Regions from separate parts of the Mus musculus genome. Here all the other regions are linked to region 2. A link is a contact called in public ChIA-PET and HiChIP or PLAC-seq data. All regions are on one chromosome and are shown on one strand. Each heading gives the region's core, a stretch centred on a gene start, on an enhancer-like site or on the middle of the called end of the contact. The rest is flanking DNA. Distances are from core to core; before and after follow the strand shown.

Region 1 (4,782 bases), core at 109-2,608, 120 kb before region 2:
TCTATCTCAACCTTGCCATTAAATAAAATCGACTCTCTTGGTGATTGAAAAGACAGGAACTAGGCACAATTTGTCTGGTTCCCTTTAAACTTGGGTCCCCAGTGCCCAGGAAATCAGCATGGATACAGTGCTCCAGTGGTGTTGGCTGGGCAGTAGGGCAGAAGTGGCTCATGAGGAAAGCTAGTTTTCTCCCCCTTCCTCCTGGGCCTCCGCTCCCTGGGATCTTCTGGCTCAGTTTCTTTTATTTATGGTGGTTATAAATAATAGCCACCTCCTTCTGTGGTGTGTACCGGGCTAAGCTAATTCCTATGCATTTTCTCTTCATGCTCAAGGCAACCCCTTGAGATTGGTATTGTTCATTTCCTTTTTACAGATAAGGAAACAGATTAAGCAACTTGACTGAGGTCAGCCAGATAGACCAGGGACCCAGGCACAGGGAGTATCATCTCGAGACCTCAGGCTCTTTCCTGTACTAGCTCGGTAAGGTATACATTCAGGCCAGCTGGCTCTCTTTCTTAAATGTGGAAATAAATGTTCTCACCTTAGCTTCTGGGCAAGCCCTGTGGTAATATGTACAGCAATCACATACAGCAATCACATCTGTACATGACCTTCTCAGCACCATTAATGGCGCCCTACCCACCCAGGAATCAACTTCCCTTTGGGGGAGGGGGAGATTGTAGTTAGTTCTGATTATCAGGGAATGAAGTGGAGTTCAATTAGGTAAAATAATGTAGCCAAGGTCACGGTCCTGAAAGGGTGACAGAACTGCGATTCTAGCCCAGGCCTTTGGAGACCTTTGTAATGCAAAAATATTGTTGGTATAGATCTTTTCCAAACCAGCACCTAGGTACCGGGTCTTCACTGGGTCAGAAACAATCCCCAGTGTACAAGGCTTTCCCTCCCTTTAATCAACTAGTCAAAACCCTGGGATGGATCCTTAGTGTCACCCTTAGAAAAAAGTGAGGAAAAGAAACTGCCCAGAGAAACCAGGGGAGCGGGGATGAAAACTGGTCTGGGAACAGGGTTCCCAGTGGAGCAATCCAGACAGTAACACAGACTCTCACTAGGGCAGAATGAGTAACTTGAGGAGGAAGCCAAAGAACAAAGACTGAATGGAAATAAGGGAGACTGAGGTCTAGGACGATTTTGTCCAGAGCGATGAAGTAAGTGAACCCTGAGGAAGGGCAGAAAGAGGGCAATAAAGGGGGACTACTGAGGCAGGCTGGGTGGCCGGCCAGTGGAGTGAGCTGAGGCTCCTGTCTAGGAAGGCCACTCCCTGAATCTTTAGGCCCTCATAGTGACCTTTGCCCCACCACACCTCAGCTCTCTGACAGACTATGTGCCAGGAAAAGACTGTCTGCTCTGAGCTACCAGGCCCCTAAGGAGTACTGTGACCCAGCGGAGTTGCAACCCATTGGAGTGACCGCTTCAGGTAGGTGTAAGGTTTCTGGGCCTCAACCCTGAATTAGGAGTGGGCAGAGGGGTCAATGAAAGAGATGTTGTGTGTTCCCATTTCCTGAAAAGCCCCATAATGAATTTTTTGCAGCCTAGGAAATACCACTCTTACAGTCAAGCGAGCAATGGATCAAAATGCTAATCAGCCAAGACAGGAGAGACCCAGCGTTCGCCTGGAAAAGCTACAGCACTGGGCAAGACACAAGCAAAGTGGACGCCTACTGGTGCTGGCGGTGAGGCCAGGTTGCCCCGCTTCAGGTTTTCGCTGACTGTACACAGTTCAATTCCACTCATGTTCAGTGAGCACAAACCATGCACCAGAAACTGTGCTGGGGACTGGGGGTGGGGGGAAGAAAGAAATGTACAAATTAACAAAGCAAAACCCTTCATTTCCAAGTAGCTTGCCTTTACCTTTGGGGAAAACATGAAGGTAAGCGAACTATAAAATGAGACAGAAAGAACAAAGGGGCATCTCATTTCTGATCTCACTTTTTAGCTGGGTGTGGTGGCGCACGCCTTTAATCCCAGCACTCAGGAGACAGAGGCAGGCGGATTTCTGAGTTCGAGGCCAGCCTGGTCTACAAAGTGAATTCCAGGACAGCCAGGGTTACACAGAGAAACCCTGTCTCGAAAAACCAAAAAAAAAAAAATCTCAATTTTTAGTCTGCCTTCGCACAGGTACTTTACTAAGCATTTATCCTAACTAATGATATCTAAACGAGGAAAATACTGTGCAGAGGGAAAAGTCCCCAGTAGTCCCCTCTAACTGCCCTGTCTGGCTTCCAGGTGAGCCAAGTGTGGCTGGCAATAGCTATGGTCCCCTTTACTATCTCAGTTTCCTGCTTGACCTCTGCCTGTCACCTGGTCACAGCACTGCCACTTTGGCCCGGAGCCTCGGTAAGACCCACCATAGGGAGGGTGAGAGAAAGGTTGGGGGGGGGCCTCTCTAACAAAGCTAGAGTTCACAGTTTGCCCTTCTAACCATTTAGGGCCTCCTCACTGGCATTATCACCCTTGAACTCCGAAGAGCACCTTGCATCTGGAAGGTGAGACAAGAGAATAGAGGCCTCCTCCCATTCTCCCAGTGCACACACACACACACACACACACACACACCTCAACCAAAAAAGGGATTTATCCTCTCAGGTGTCTGTCCCTGACTGAAGCAATTAAGTAAGAATGTCAGAAAGCTAACCATCCTGTTTGAAAGTAGGGAAATAGGAGCAGACATTTGTTAGTTGCTTGTTTGGTGTGTGTGTGTGTGTGTGTGTGTGTGTGTGTGTGTGTGTGTGTGTGTGAGACTGAACCCAGAAACACATGCGCAGTAGGCAAACACTAGCCCTGGGCTAAAGCCTCAGCCCCCACCCCCATAAGTTACTCAGGATGGTCTTGAACATATCCTGTAGCTCAATCAGGTCTTGACCTTTTGATCCTCCTGCCTCAGCCTCCCAAGTGTCGGGGATTACAGGCCTCCACTAGTCCTGTGCCTGAGTTTTGTTTTCAGCTAGGTCGTAGGTGGAGTTTGAGTTTGCAGTGAGTCTCCCAAGCTGGTCAGGGCTGAGCTGGCTCACTGGTAGGTGCGGGCCATGATGATATCCAACACCTTCAACCTGATCTTGGGCTTCGTTGCGGTGGTGATAGAGGTGATGAAGACAGCCTTGGGAACTGCCTCTATGGACTCCTCCCAGGTACTGGTAAATGAAGGCGGAAGGGCAGAAGAAAACAGGGGCTATACCCACAAAAGCATCCTCACCCTACGACCTGCAGTCGACAGGGTTGCTGGTGCTGGAGCTGAGCGCGGAGGCCTTCACCCTAGCGGGAGTGCTGGTCTCCACATATGCCCTGTTCTTGCTGAGCCAGAGGAAGCCTGGATACTTCAAGAGGTCAAGGCTGCAGTACCGGGAGCTACAGGAGGTAGGGGGTACAGGGAGGAAAGCATGAAGCAGCCAGCTTCCAGCTAACTTTTAATCTGGCTGTCCTTGTCTGTAGGCTTAAGAGCACATAGTAGGGCCGTAGGGAAGTGAAGGGCTGAAACTGATTGGCTTTCTGGCATTGGACGTTAGTTCCCTAATGATGTTTGTGAAAGAATTGGGTATTTAATGACTGGAGCTACACGCGTGCATAAACGTTAGGAAGCTGCCATAATGTACTATTGGAAAGACTGGAAAAACTGGAAGGGGGTTGCTTCTACCCGGGGTTTCCCCTTGGTTGACCCCAAAATTTGCTCGCATCTGTTTTCAGGGCCTCTCTGAGATGGAGGAGGTTTCTGGTTTGGAGAATGGTCCCGTGGTGGCTAGCACAGGAAATAGGACGGATGAGTGAGTGGGCAAGACAGGTGCCACTGTCCCCCTACGCCAAGGGGGACATCTCCAGGCACTTCTGCGTCTTGCACCTCCCTTGGACTATAACTGGACTTCCCCCAGAATGTGCCTGAAGCCCAGAGTGCCCTCAATTTCCCCTCAACCCAGGCCCATTTCTCTTCTCTTCCCCACTAGAGGGAGATAATTTCTGGACTAGAGACCTCCCTCACCTCACGCCTCGTCAAGCAGCTTCCTCCCTTGCATTCTTCGACTTCTTCCTCCCTGCCTCTCCATCCAGCTTCATTTCACATCTGCCTCCTCTCACTGTTCACCTTTCACAATCCCATCCACTCCAAGCCGGGTTGCTGCACCAGCCAACCCAGAATCCGCGTCGGTTGTGCTCCAGGTCTCCCTTGGATCCGGGTCCTGCCTAATTCACCCGAGACTACAAATCCCAGGATGCCCCGCTACCCCGTGACCTACTGCAAAATAAAGAGCCTTCCCTCGGCGGCGGGGGCGCTGTGCATCTGCTGAGTGACGCCAGGCGCTGGGAGCAAGGCCTAGCCGAGTTTTCCTCGGACGCGACCACTGGCCCCGCGTGCGGGGAGGCGCCGGGAGGGCCGTCGCGCACAGAGGCGCCGCCACCGCGGCCAGGTCACCGCCACCGGCTGCGGGTCTCTAGCCCTCGTGCCCGCAGCTGCCGGTACTGACAAAGGCTGGGGGTCGGCGCCGGGCCAAGCCGCGCTTCCCCTGGTGCTGCCGCCGCGCCCCTCGCGCGAGTGCCCAGGTTCAAAGTCCTGAGACTTGGAGCGCGCGCGAGAAGGGGGTTGGAGATGATGAGTCAGAGGCGCCGGCCCTCCTCGCCCCCTCCCCCCCGGGCCGGGAGCTGGAGAGGACAGGCTGGCTGGGCAGGCGGGGGTACCGACCTAAGACTTTCCCGCCTCTAGCGAGCACGCTGGTGGACCGAGCCCGCGTGGCCGCCACCCTTTCCAAGGCGGGAGCAGGACTGCGCAGGCTCAGCCTT
Region 2 (4,584 bases), core at 1,805-4,304:
CCTGACCTTGAATATTGAATACTCAGTCTTTTTGCCTCCACATTCCGTGTCGATTACACTTGTATATACACCACCATTCCATGTGGGTTACAGTCATCCATGCACCATTGCACCCAGCTTAACCTGTCTAGACTCTTAAGTCACGGGAACAGAGAATTATTTGATTTTTAAACATTGTCAAGAAGATTATTCTCTTCACTCTGTCATAGATCCTGTTATATAGGCTTTCACATTGTCCTTTAGATTCTAGTATATTCAAGTAAAAAAGCATAGGAGAAGAAATACAAGACAGTAGGATCCCCTGCCTTCGCCCCCCACCTAGGACGTAGCAGAAGGACTGAAAATTTGAAGCTAGCCTGGGCTATGTAGTGAGACTCTGTCTGTCTCAAACAAAGCAAAGCAGCAAGAGCCTGCAGGCAGAAGCCATACAGTAAGGAAGCCAAGCACCGTGCTATACATGTGAACTAAGTCTTGTAAGATCAGAAGAGATCTGGTGTAACGTCTCTGATATCTCTGCACCTTGGACAGCAATAGCTTTCCTTCCCTGAGACATACACATAATTCCCAGTCAGGGTGGGTATGGAGATGGGGGCTACTTAATGGCTAGAAGTCACAATGGAGTCAAGTTGGTGAGAGACTGGCTTGGGTGGTTCTATCAAAAAAGTATTATTTGGTTGGGGGATTTCATTCCATTGGTAGAGTGCTTTTGAATGTGTAAGACCCTCGGGTTCATTATCTGCATGATCCCCTGACCCCATTCCACCTGCCCTAAAACATACCACTGGCCAGTCCCAGTCAGCCACGTGACGGTCCTATTGTGTGTGTTTCCCTCTCCATCCCACAATTCCTTGGGTGCTCTTCTCTCCTCTGATCTTACCTTAGAAGCACAACGTCCACTGACTGAGTCAAGTGGGCCAGGGGCCCTTTTGTCTCAGCAAAAGAGAACTGCTTTTTTGGTACAAAATGAAGCTGTCGAGCCAGATGTTATTTCACACTTGGCTCAATGCTGACTATGGTTGCCAATAACTGGGTTCAGTTCCCCGGATTTCTTTTTCAGCAGCTCAAGATGGAAAGCTGAAGTTTCAAGACACCGACATCCTTTACCAGCATGAACAGGAAGAAGAGAGCCTTCAGTCAACTGCCACTGTAGCCTCATCTCCAGAAGAGCTGTGTGAACTGGCTGCTCAGCCCACTCTACTCCCACAGACAGATCAGAGAGAGGTAAACAGTCACTCTGCTGAGAGGTTTCTGGCAGAAACCCCCAGGGGAAAACTACAGGATCAACACTCTGTCCTGATTGAGAATGGGATTTAAAAAGTGCTGAGCCAGCTGACAGGCAGGGTTTAGTGAGCCCCACCCAGTACCCCGTGCTTAGAGCTCATAAGTTTTCATTAAAAGTTTTTAAGGGCTGGTGAGATGGCTCAGCAGGTAAGAGCACTGACTGCTCTTCCGAAGGTCCTGAGTTCAAATCCCAGCAACCACATGGTGACTCACAACCATCCATAATGAAATCTGATGCCCTCTTCTGGTGTGTCTGAAGACAGCTACAGTGTACTTACATATATAGTAAATAAATAAATCTTTTTTTTAAAAAAAGTTTTTAAAAGGAGGGCTGGAGAGATGCTTCAACAGTTAAGAACACTGAGTGCTCTTCCAGGGGACCCAAGTTCAATTCCCAGCACAAACATAGCAGGCTAGCAACTATCTGTAATTCCATCTCCAAGGAATCTGACATATATGCAAGCAAAATACTGATGCATATGAAACAAAAAATTTTTAAAGTTGTATTTACTAGCACTGGAGAGATGGCTCAGCTGTTAAGAGCACTGACTGCTCTTCTCTTCCAGAGGTCCTGAGTTCAATTCCCAGTGATCACATGATGGCTCATAACCATCTGTAATGGCATCTGAGTCCCTCTTCTGGCCTGCAGGTATACATGCAGTAGAGCACTCATATGCATTAATAAAAAAAGTTGTATTTGTAGAAAGTGTTTTTTAAAAAGATGTATTTATCTTTTATTTAATATGAGAGTATTATGTCTGCATGAATGTCTGCATATCATGTGTGTACTTGGAGCCCATGGCAGCCAGAAGAGGACATTAGATTTTTCTAGGACTGGAGTTATGGATGGTTGTGAACTACCACGTGGGTGCTGGGAACCAAACCTGGGTCCTCCAAGAGTAATAGGCGCTCTTAATCATTGACCCATCTCTCCAGTCCCTTTGTTTAGTTTTTAAAGATTTACTTATTTATATATATTTTTATGCATGTGAGTGCTTTGCTTGCATGTATGTGTGTGTTCCACATGTGTGCAGTGCCCATGAAGGTCAGAAGAGGACACTGAGTCCCCTGAAACTAGAGTTATAGACAATTGGGAGCTGCCACATGGGTTCTAGGAATTATATCTGGGTTTTCTGAAGCAGCAGCCAGTGCTCCTAACCACTGAGCTGTCTCTCCTGTCCCTACAGTCTTTAGGTGTGAACTTGGAATGATCACGTGAAGGGCAAACTGCCATTTTGCTTTTATTCGTTACAATTTTGTGGGTGGGTGCATGTGCCACACGTGGTACATTTGTGGGGGGTCAGAGGACACCTTTGTGGAGTTGTTTCTCTCCCAACTCTTCTATGTGGGTTTCAGAGACTGAACTCGGGTCACCAAGCTTGCTCAGCTCAAGTCTGAGCCATCCTGCTAGCCTCCAAACTGTCATTTGAAAACTGTCACCACTCTGCTGTGACACACTGACTGGGGGCTGGGCAGTACGGGGAAGAGGGCCCTTGTGAAGTGGCACAAATCTTGTGCGTTCTGGAGAAGACATTGTTGCTGGCGTTTTACAACTCTCACCAACCGCTTTTACCAATGTTTTTCGCTGTCTAGTCCAGTGAACCAAAAGCTCAAGACGAGAATGACTTATCCCAGGTGCTAAGCGAGCTGCAAGTGTCACATGCAGAGACCACACTGGAACTGGAAAAAACCAGAGATATGCTTCTTCTGCAGCGCAAAATCAACATGTGTTATCAGGTGCAGAGCATGGGCCAGGAAGCTGGGCAGCTGAGACTCACACACACCCGGGAGCAAGCATGGCTTGGGGTCTGGGGCTGGTGGTTAGCAACGCGCTTCCTTCCTATGGAGGCGCCTCCGGACTCACTCACACATGCCCAGGCACCTGGCCCCAGAAGTCAGCTAAGGGGGAGCTCATAAAACGGCAAGTGCCAAACTTCTGGGTTCATTTTCCCCCAAAGTCCTAGGGACGCAATTACCCAAGGTGCCACAGGTGCAGCCGCGAGTGAAGGGTCTTAGAAAGCCTGAGCTTCCTTCCTGGGCGGAACCTGCCCTGCTGAGGAGGTCATCAATCTTCCTACTCCAGCCAGGTCCAGTTTTTAGAGTCAGGGCTCTTGGGTTCTGCGACACAGAGAGGAAAGTTCAGTTCTTATTTTGTTTCAGGAGGAGCTGGAGGCAACACTGACAAAAGCTGACAGGGAAAACAGGGACCACGAAGAGAAACTGGAGCGGCTGAATCACCTCCTGGACTTCAAGAACAGCCGCATCAAACAGCTGGAAGGTATTTTAAGAAGCCACGGCCTTCCAACATCTGGCAAGTCTTAGTACTTTGTTTCCATCTTGGGTGATGTCATGTGACTAACAGCGACCCAATCCTCCTGACTTTCTCTCTTTCTGCTCTCATCCTCTCTCACCTCATGGTTGGTTTGTAACTTCCTTTCCTCTTCTGCTCAGTGCAAATCTCTGATTTTTTTTTCTGGAGAATTTCCACAGGGCAGCCGTGCTTCCGGGTGGTTGGAAGAGTGTCATTGAGGGTGACTGACCCCAAGGCTGGTGAATCTCTCCTTTCCTCTGTCATTTTGTGAATCTGTGCGTATTAGCCTACGGCAGGTCTTGCCAGGTAATGCACCCTTGTCACGCATTTCCTCTCATCTTTTCCTGAGATCTCTCTCTAAAATCTTTGTTGAGATTTAAGGACGTAGGCAGAGGCAGGGCAGGCGTTGCCAGTGTGTTCCGATGGTCACTACAGAACAGGATCCACTCTCAACCTTGAGTTTAAGAAGTAGGGTTCCTCACTATGCACTCGGGAGAGAGACGACTCACCCTAGCAAACTCACCACAGTCTGAGACTTAAAGCAGAAGGCAGGGCACGACATCAGCACACATGGAGCTCAGTGAAGCGGTGCTCCTTTCTGGGAAGAGCAGGTTCCCTCATGAGCACAGCCCTAGAGTACAGGGAAGTAGTGGGGGTGGGGGGCGAGTTTACCACACCCTGAGTCTGGTAAGACTGCTGCCAAATAAACGGGCAGTCCTCCCTTGCACTGAATCCTCATGGCTTAGACTCAAGGACTCTCAGGGTAAGCACCCTTACCTACATCTGCGGGTTCATTTGTTTTCACTTTCTGTGCAGATTCCTGCCAAAGCTGAACAGCTTTCCCACGCATACCACTTAGCTGTACTGTTTTTTTTTTTTAAGATTTTATTATTTGTTTAAGATTATTTATGTGAATGCGCCATTCGTATGTATATGCCTGCAAAGGAGGACATCAGGCTTCCTTATAGGTTGTGAGCCACCACGTGGTTGCT
Region 3 (4,934 bases), core at 1,499-3,998, 120 kb after region 2:
GAGTGACATAGGAAACATGAACACGTACCTACTCGAGAGTCAAAGGCCAAAGAAAAGAGATAGTAAACACCAGAACGGCCATAGAAGAACTGGGAGAGGCCATGGGAAATGCTGAGAGCAGAGTCAAGATGACAAGCAAGCAGAATATATGGTGACTCCTACTGCTGAGCCCAAGGCTTCAGGGCAAAGGTTTTTATTTTGTCTTTTGTTTTTTCCCCAAGTATTAGGCTGAATTTAAGCTCAGAAGAGAGAAATATTTCAGGGCTGTGGATGATTTCACAAAGCCATTTAACATTCATCTGAATGCGGTAGTTCTTCCACGGATAAAAGCATTAAAGCTTATTCATCCCGTAACAGAAACCCTTAAATTAACCCTCAGTCACAGTATGGCTTAAGCAAATTCTCTTTTCAAAGGTGACATATATAAAAGTTTCCCTTAAAGAATCCTCTCACCACCCTCTCTTACCTAACAGAAACTGCTCCTTCACACAAAAGTCATTTTTAACACAAAACTCTGCCCCAGTCCCCAGTGGGTATCAAGCCCCATCATCCGGAAGCACTGCAGAAGAGGTTGTCCTAGGAAATACTACATGGATGTCTTCTGGCAATACAAAATCAGCTCAGCAGCTATATTCTCCATCTACTTCTAAAAGGATCTGGTCAGTTTGAGAATTGGGGGAAAACAAAAAAAAAAAAAAAAAAAAAAAGAAAGAAAAAACAAAAATCAAAGAGCCAGCTACACAGATTAAACACTTGGAAGACAAGAGCTTAATTTATGCATTCCTCCACCAAATCCTTTATTCCTGCGCTTCTGAGATTACAGCTTTAAGCCTTCGTTGAGCCTTTTTCTCTTTCTCCTTTATTTGGTGTGGGGAGGGTTCAGACGGGTGGTGTCTCTTCTGTCTCTGTGTGTGTGTGTCTCTCTCCTCTCTGACCAGTATCCTTTGCCTTGTCTGGTAGTCTTTGTCATACCACTCTGACTTGCAACAGCTTTTAAGTAGAACTCTGCTGTATTTCTTATCATAACCTTTATTATCTTAACAGCTGGAATAACTAAGACAGTTCAAGTAATGTTTTCCATTTTCAAGATTTTGGTAGTAGTGAATTTGTATAATCTGAGAACTTGGGAGGTAGAGATATAAAGACCAAGGTTTCAAAGTCATTAGTGAGTTGGAGGCCAAGCTGGACTATGAGAGACTGTTTCCAAAAAACCAAAGTAAAATAATCAGGGGTTGTGGTGGGATCCTTCATCTCAGAGCCCCCCCCCCCAGCCCCAAATGGCCAGCATTACTAAAAGATATGACACCCAAGGAAAAACAAGTTAACAAAAAAAAAAAAAAAAAAAAAAAGAAGAAGAAGTTGCCCACTTCCTGCCCTAAGAAATTGATTACAACTTGTGGAACCTGCAGGGTGACCATAAAAAGATATTTTTAGGCAGAAGACACTCTGTAATCAAAAAGACAATATCCCAGCAGGGGCCAGAGGTGCACGCCTTTAATCCAGGCAGAGGCAGGAAGATCTCAGTGAGTTAGAGGCCAACCTGGTCTACAAATGGAAAGCCAGATATCCTTTCAAAAGAAACAACAGCAACAACATAAGGGAAACATTCAAATTGCAAATCCATGTCCTAGAATCTGATGTGCCCCCCCAAAACGACCTCAGTTGGCACTAAGCCAGTCTCTGAGTTAACAAACTCAGAACAGAGATTCTGTGGACATCGATGTGATGGCAGAATGCAGCAAAATCGCTAAAGCAAGGTCCTCACTCGTGTCTGAGATGTCTCACTGTGTCTATCTTTTGAAAGAAAATTACGTAGCGTTTAAAATCCGACTTCTGGCTCACTTTGCTCACTCACTGCGAAGACTGGTTCACTACATACCTCCTCTGGGAAGCCTTTAACGACGTCAGGACTGCCCCTTAAAGAGGCGCTGCTGCGTATGCACAGCTGCAGCAATGGCAAGCCGACTAGAAACAGGTAAATTAAGACACAAAAAAACCAAAACAAATTTTAAATAATATTCGCCAAGAGGCAGTCCTCCTCTAGTGAAGAGTTTACATAATGTGTCAGAAAACCAAAGAGCTCTGCAGACCTGTCAAGGAAGACACAAGACTTGTGCTGTTCGTTTCCTCGTCACCTCTACTTTGCAACAGCCCCGCAGAAATTGGGAACATAATAAATCCGAACACGTTCACCTCAGGCTTCCCTACCCACATTTACTAAAAACATTAAAGATAAGAGAGGAGAGGGAAAAAGAATCCAGCCAAAACAAACTAAAACCCTGGCCTCGCACTTCTGACTCCAACGTATGGAGTAACCTAACCGAGCAGGGGAGTTTTTCTTCTTGGGAAAGGAGGAAGAAGAAAAAGGCAACTGTCTCGAATGTGCGCCTCGCCCAGCAGTGCCATGACAAGCTCCAAAACTCCACGCTGGCCCTAGCAGCTCCCTCGCGGCCCGTCCCAGCACGGCCCCGCGGCCCGTCCGGTCCCCAGCGCCTGCCTCTCACAAAGGAGAGTGGTTCAGCCCCGAGCATCCCGCACCTGATCACCGCTCGGCGCTGCACCCGCATGGGTGCGAGCGAGCGAGCAAGCGAGGACGTTGTTACCCCACCCACTACCCGCCCAGGCTCCGACGAGGCTTGGTGGAGCCGCGCGTGCCGCAGGCTTACCTGAGCCAGTCCTGCGGCTTCCTTCCCTGGGCAAGAGTTGCAACCCACCGTCCGGGAGAACAAGGCGCCTTCCGGCGGAGCACGGCCAGCCCTCGCCGCAAGCAAGCTTGCTAGTCCTCCATGCGCCTGGGCCCGCCCACCGCCCTCCATCTACCAATGGCGTGGCCGGAGCCGGGCGCCATCCAGGAAGTCTCCGAAGGCTGGGAGGGCCTGAGGCTGGGAAGGGTACGTAGGCAACCGCAGATATGCCTGCTTGGAAATCGGAGCGGGCGGCGGGCTGGCAGGCCAGGCCTCTGACCCCCGCCGCTGGGGGCGCTGCAAACCCGGACAGCACCTGCTACCTGTCTCGGGAGGCCATCTTGGGTCGACTGGCTTGGTGATCTCCCACGATTACGTATAGGAATGTGAAGGCCTTTTTGGAGTTCTGTTGGTCCGTTTTGGTCCAGCCCCTACATGCCCTCCTCTCATGTACTCAGGATGCCTGTCAGTCATGGGGAGGAACTCTGGAAAAACGTTGAACAAGACTGGAAACAAGCCCCACCACCTCTTAAACGTAGGAATGATGCTGGTTTATCAAAGAAGCCAACGATCAGTTTTTCTGAATGCCACTTCTAGGGTGATCCTTGACAAGCAGGATTATCAACACATAATCGACACGGGTTTTATAGCCATTCTACTTGCTTATCTATGCACGTTTCAGATTTTCCAGTATTAGAGTTTTGTTTGTTTTTTTGAGACAGGGTCTCAATATATCAGGCTGGCGTTAAACACAGAGATATGGTATTTGAGGCATGAGCTACCACGCCCTAGACCAGTGTTCCGATTTTAGCAACCCAAAATTCTGAGTCATTTAGTAATATCGGGAGTGAGGAATTTCACTTAAAAAGCAAAGGACCTTAAATTTACCAATAGTTCCAATTACTACGCACGAATACACACTGGGAAACAAGACTTATCAGAGGTACACTGACGGAGTCATTTATTCTGGAAAGAAGCAAAATTTCACCATAGGTCAAACTACACTGAGAAAGGTGTTCCTGCATTTTCTAAAGTTCTGCCGACTACATTTCCATACAAGAAGGGTTTTTTGGTTGTTGTTTGTTTGTTTAAATACCAGTATTAGAAAACTCGAGGAAGCCGGGCGTGGTGGTGCAGGCTTTTAATCCCAGCTCTCGAGAAGCAGAGGCAGGCGGATTTCTGATTTCGAAGCCAGCCTGGTCTACAAAGTGAGTTCCAGGACAGCCTGGGCTACACAGAGAAACCCTGTCTTGAACCAACCCCCCCCCCCCAAACAAACAAACAAACCTGAAGGAAGCTTGAGCAACACAGCAAAACCTGCAAAATTTGTTTTTAAAGAGATTTATTTATTTTTATAAACTTTGCTCTTGTCATTTTCCCTAAACAATATAATTTGTCAACTATTTGCACATCACCCGCACTGTTTTAGGTAGAATCAGAAATGATCGCAGTGTTGAGAACAACGTGTGTAGGTAGTTTGTAAATATACATCTCTGTTCCTGAGGGACTTTGGTGCCCACAGATTTTGTTATCCATGTGGTTTGGGGGGATCCTGGAACTAGACTATCATAGATGGAGAGACAACCATATTTGCTGTGCTACTTCCCTCTGGGGAAACTGAGGTATAGGGAGACCCGCTGACTCCTGGGGCTAACATGAAAGTAGAGGGTCCCTGAACATCAGGCCCAGGGTTCTGACTCATGTGCCTCAGTTTGCCCATAGATTTTCTTTTTCTTATTTTTAAGATTTATTTATTTATTATATGTAAGTACACTGTAGCTGTCTTCAGGCACCCCAGAAGAGGGCATCAGATCTCATTACAGATGGTTGTGAACCACCATGTGGTTGCTGGGATTTGAACTCAGGACCTTTGGAAGAGCAGTCAGTGCTCTTAACCACTGAGCCATCTCTCCAGCCCATTGTTGTTTTTAAAGATATATTTTTTAGATTTTAATGTGTGTGAGTGAGATTTATTAGCCGGGCGTGGTGGCCGCACGCCTTTAATTCCAGCACTCGTGAGACAGAGGCAGGCAGATTTCTGAGTTCGAGGCCAGCCTGGTCTACAAAGTGAGTTCCAGGACAGCCAGGGCTATACGGAGAAACCCTGTCTTAAAAAACCAAAAAAGAAAAAAAAAAAAAAGAGAGAGAGAGATTTATTGCAGGGCACGCCTTTAATCCTAGGATTTGGGAGGCAGATGCAGGCCGATCTCTGAGCTCTGATCTACAGAACTAGTTCCAGGACAGCCAGGA

The links. ChIA-PET counts read pairs in DNA pulled down with a chosen protein or histone mark. HiChIP or PLAC-seq counts read pairs in DNA pulled down with a chosen protein or histone mark.
Region 1: a contact with region 2 is called in an RNA polymerase II ChIA-PET map of memory CD8 T cells, with 49 read pairs. The contact joins the promoter of Tmem253 here to the enhancer-like site in region 2. A contact is called at or near these places in 2 of 39 promoter capture datasets (embryonic stem cells and macrophages), 7 of 115 datasets of contacts at active chromatin or transcription factors (double positive thymocytes, effector CD8 T cells, embryonic stem cells and 1 more) and 3 of 9 other capture datasets (adipose tissue, liver and pancreatic islet).
Region 3: an H3K4me3 HiChIP or PLAC-seq map of bone marrow-derived macrophages shows a contact between it and region 2, with 2.0 times the contacts expected there. The contact joins the promoter of Chd8 here to the enhancer-like site in region 2. A contact is called at or near these places in 1 of 484 Hi-C or Micro-C datasets (nephron progenitors), 4 of 115 datasets of contacts at active chromatin or transcription factors (the 230-238 cell line, bone marrow-derived macrophages and embryonic stem cells) and 4 of 9 other capture datasets (adipose tissue, embryonic stem cells, liver and 1 more).

What each region holds. Positions count from the first base shown.
Region 1 is chr14:52,015,507-52,020,288 of GRCm38.p6, forward strand. Tmem253 (transmembrane protein 253) reads left to right here and starts at 1,359. Exons shown (of 7, transcript NM_001033805.3): 1 at 1,359-1,435; 2 at 1,550-1,691; 3 at 2,245-2,355; 4 at 2,448-2,504; 5 at 3,036-3,146; 6 at 3,226-3,372; 7 at 3,700-4,281. The coding sequence starts at 1,584. The coding sequence ends at 3,780. The region is part of intron 1 of Zfp219 (zinc finger protein 219); the gene reads right to left.
Region 2 is chr14:52,137,682-52,142,265 of GRCm38.p6, forward strand. Rpgrip1 (retinitis pigmentosa GTPase regulator interacting protein 1) reads left to right here. Exons shown (of 25, transcript NM_023879.3): 12 at 1,058-1,221; 13 at 2,875-3,018; 14 at 3,442-3,592. Among named protein-coding and RNA genes, the nearest start is that of Rpgrip1, 29 kb to the left of the region's middle. Within about 2 kb of position 3,055, at least 111 of the 459 cell types and tissues checked have an H3K27ac peak or open chromatin away from gene starts, as enhancers often do. A contact at or near this core is called in the 230-238 cell line, bone marrow-derived macrophages, double positive thymocytes and 2 more, where this site is marked.
Region 3 is chr14:52,255,012-52,259,945 of GRCm38.p6, forward strand. Chd8 (chromodomain helicase DNA binding protein 8) reads right to left here and starts at 2,749. Exons shown (of 38, transcript NM_201637.3): 1 at 2,667-2,749.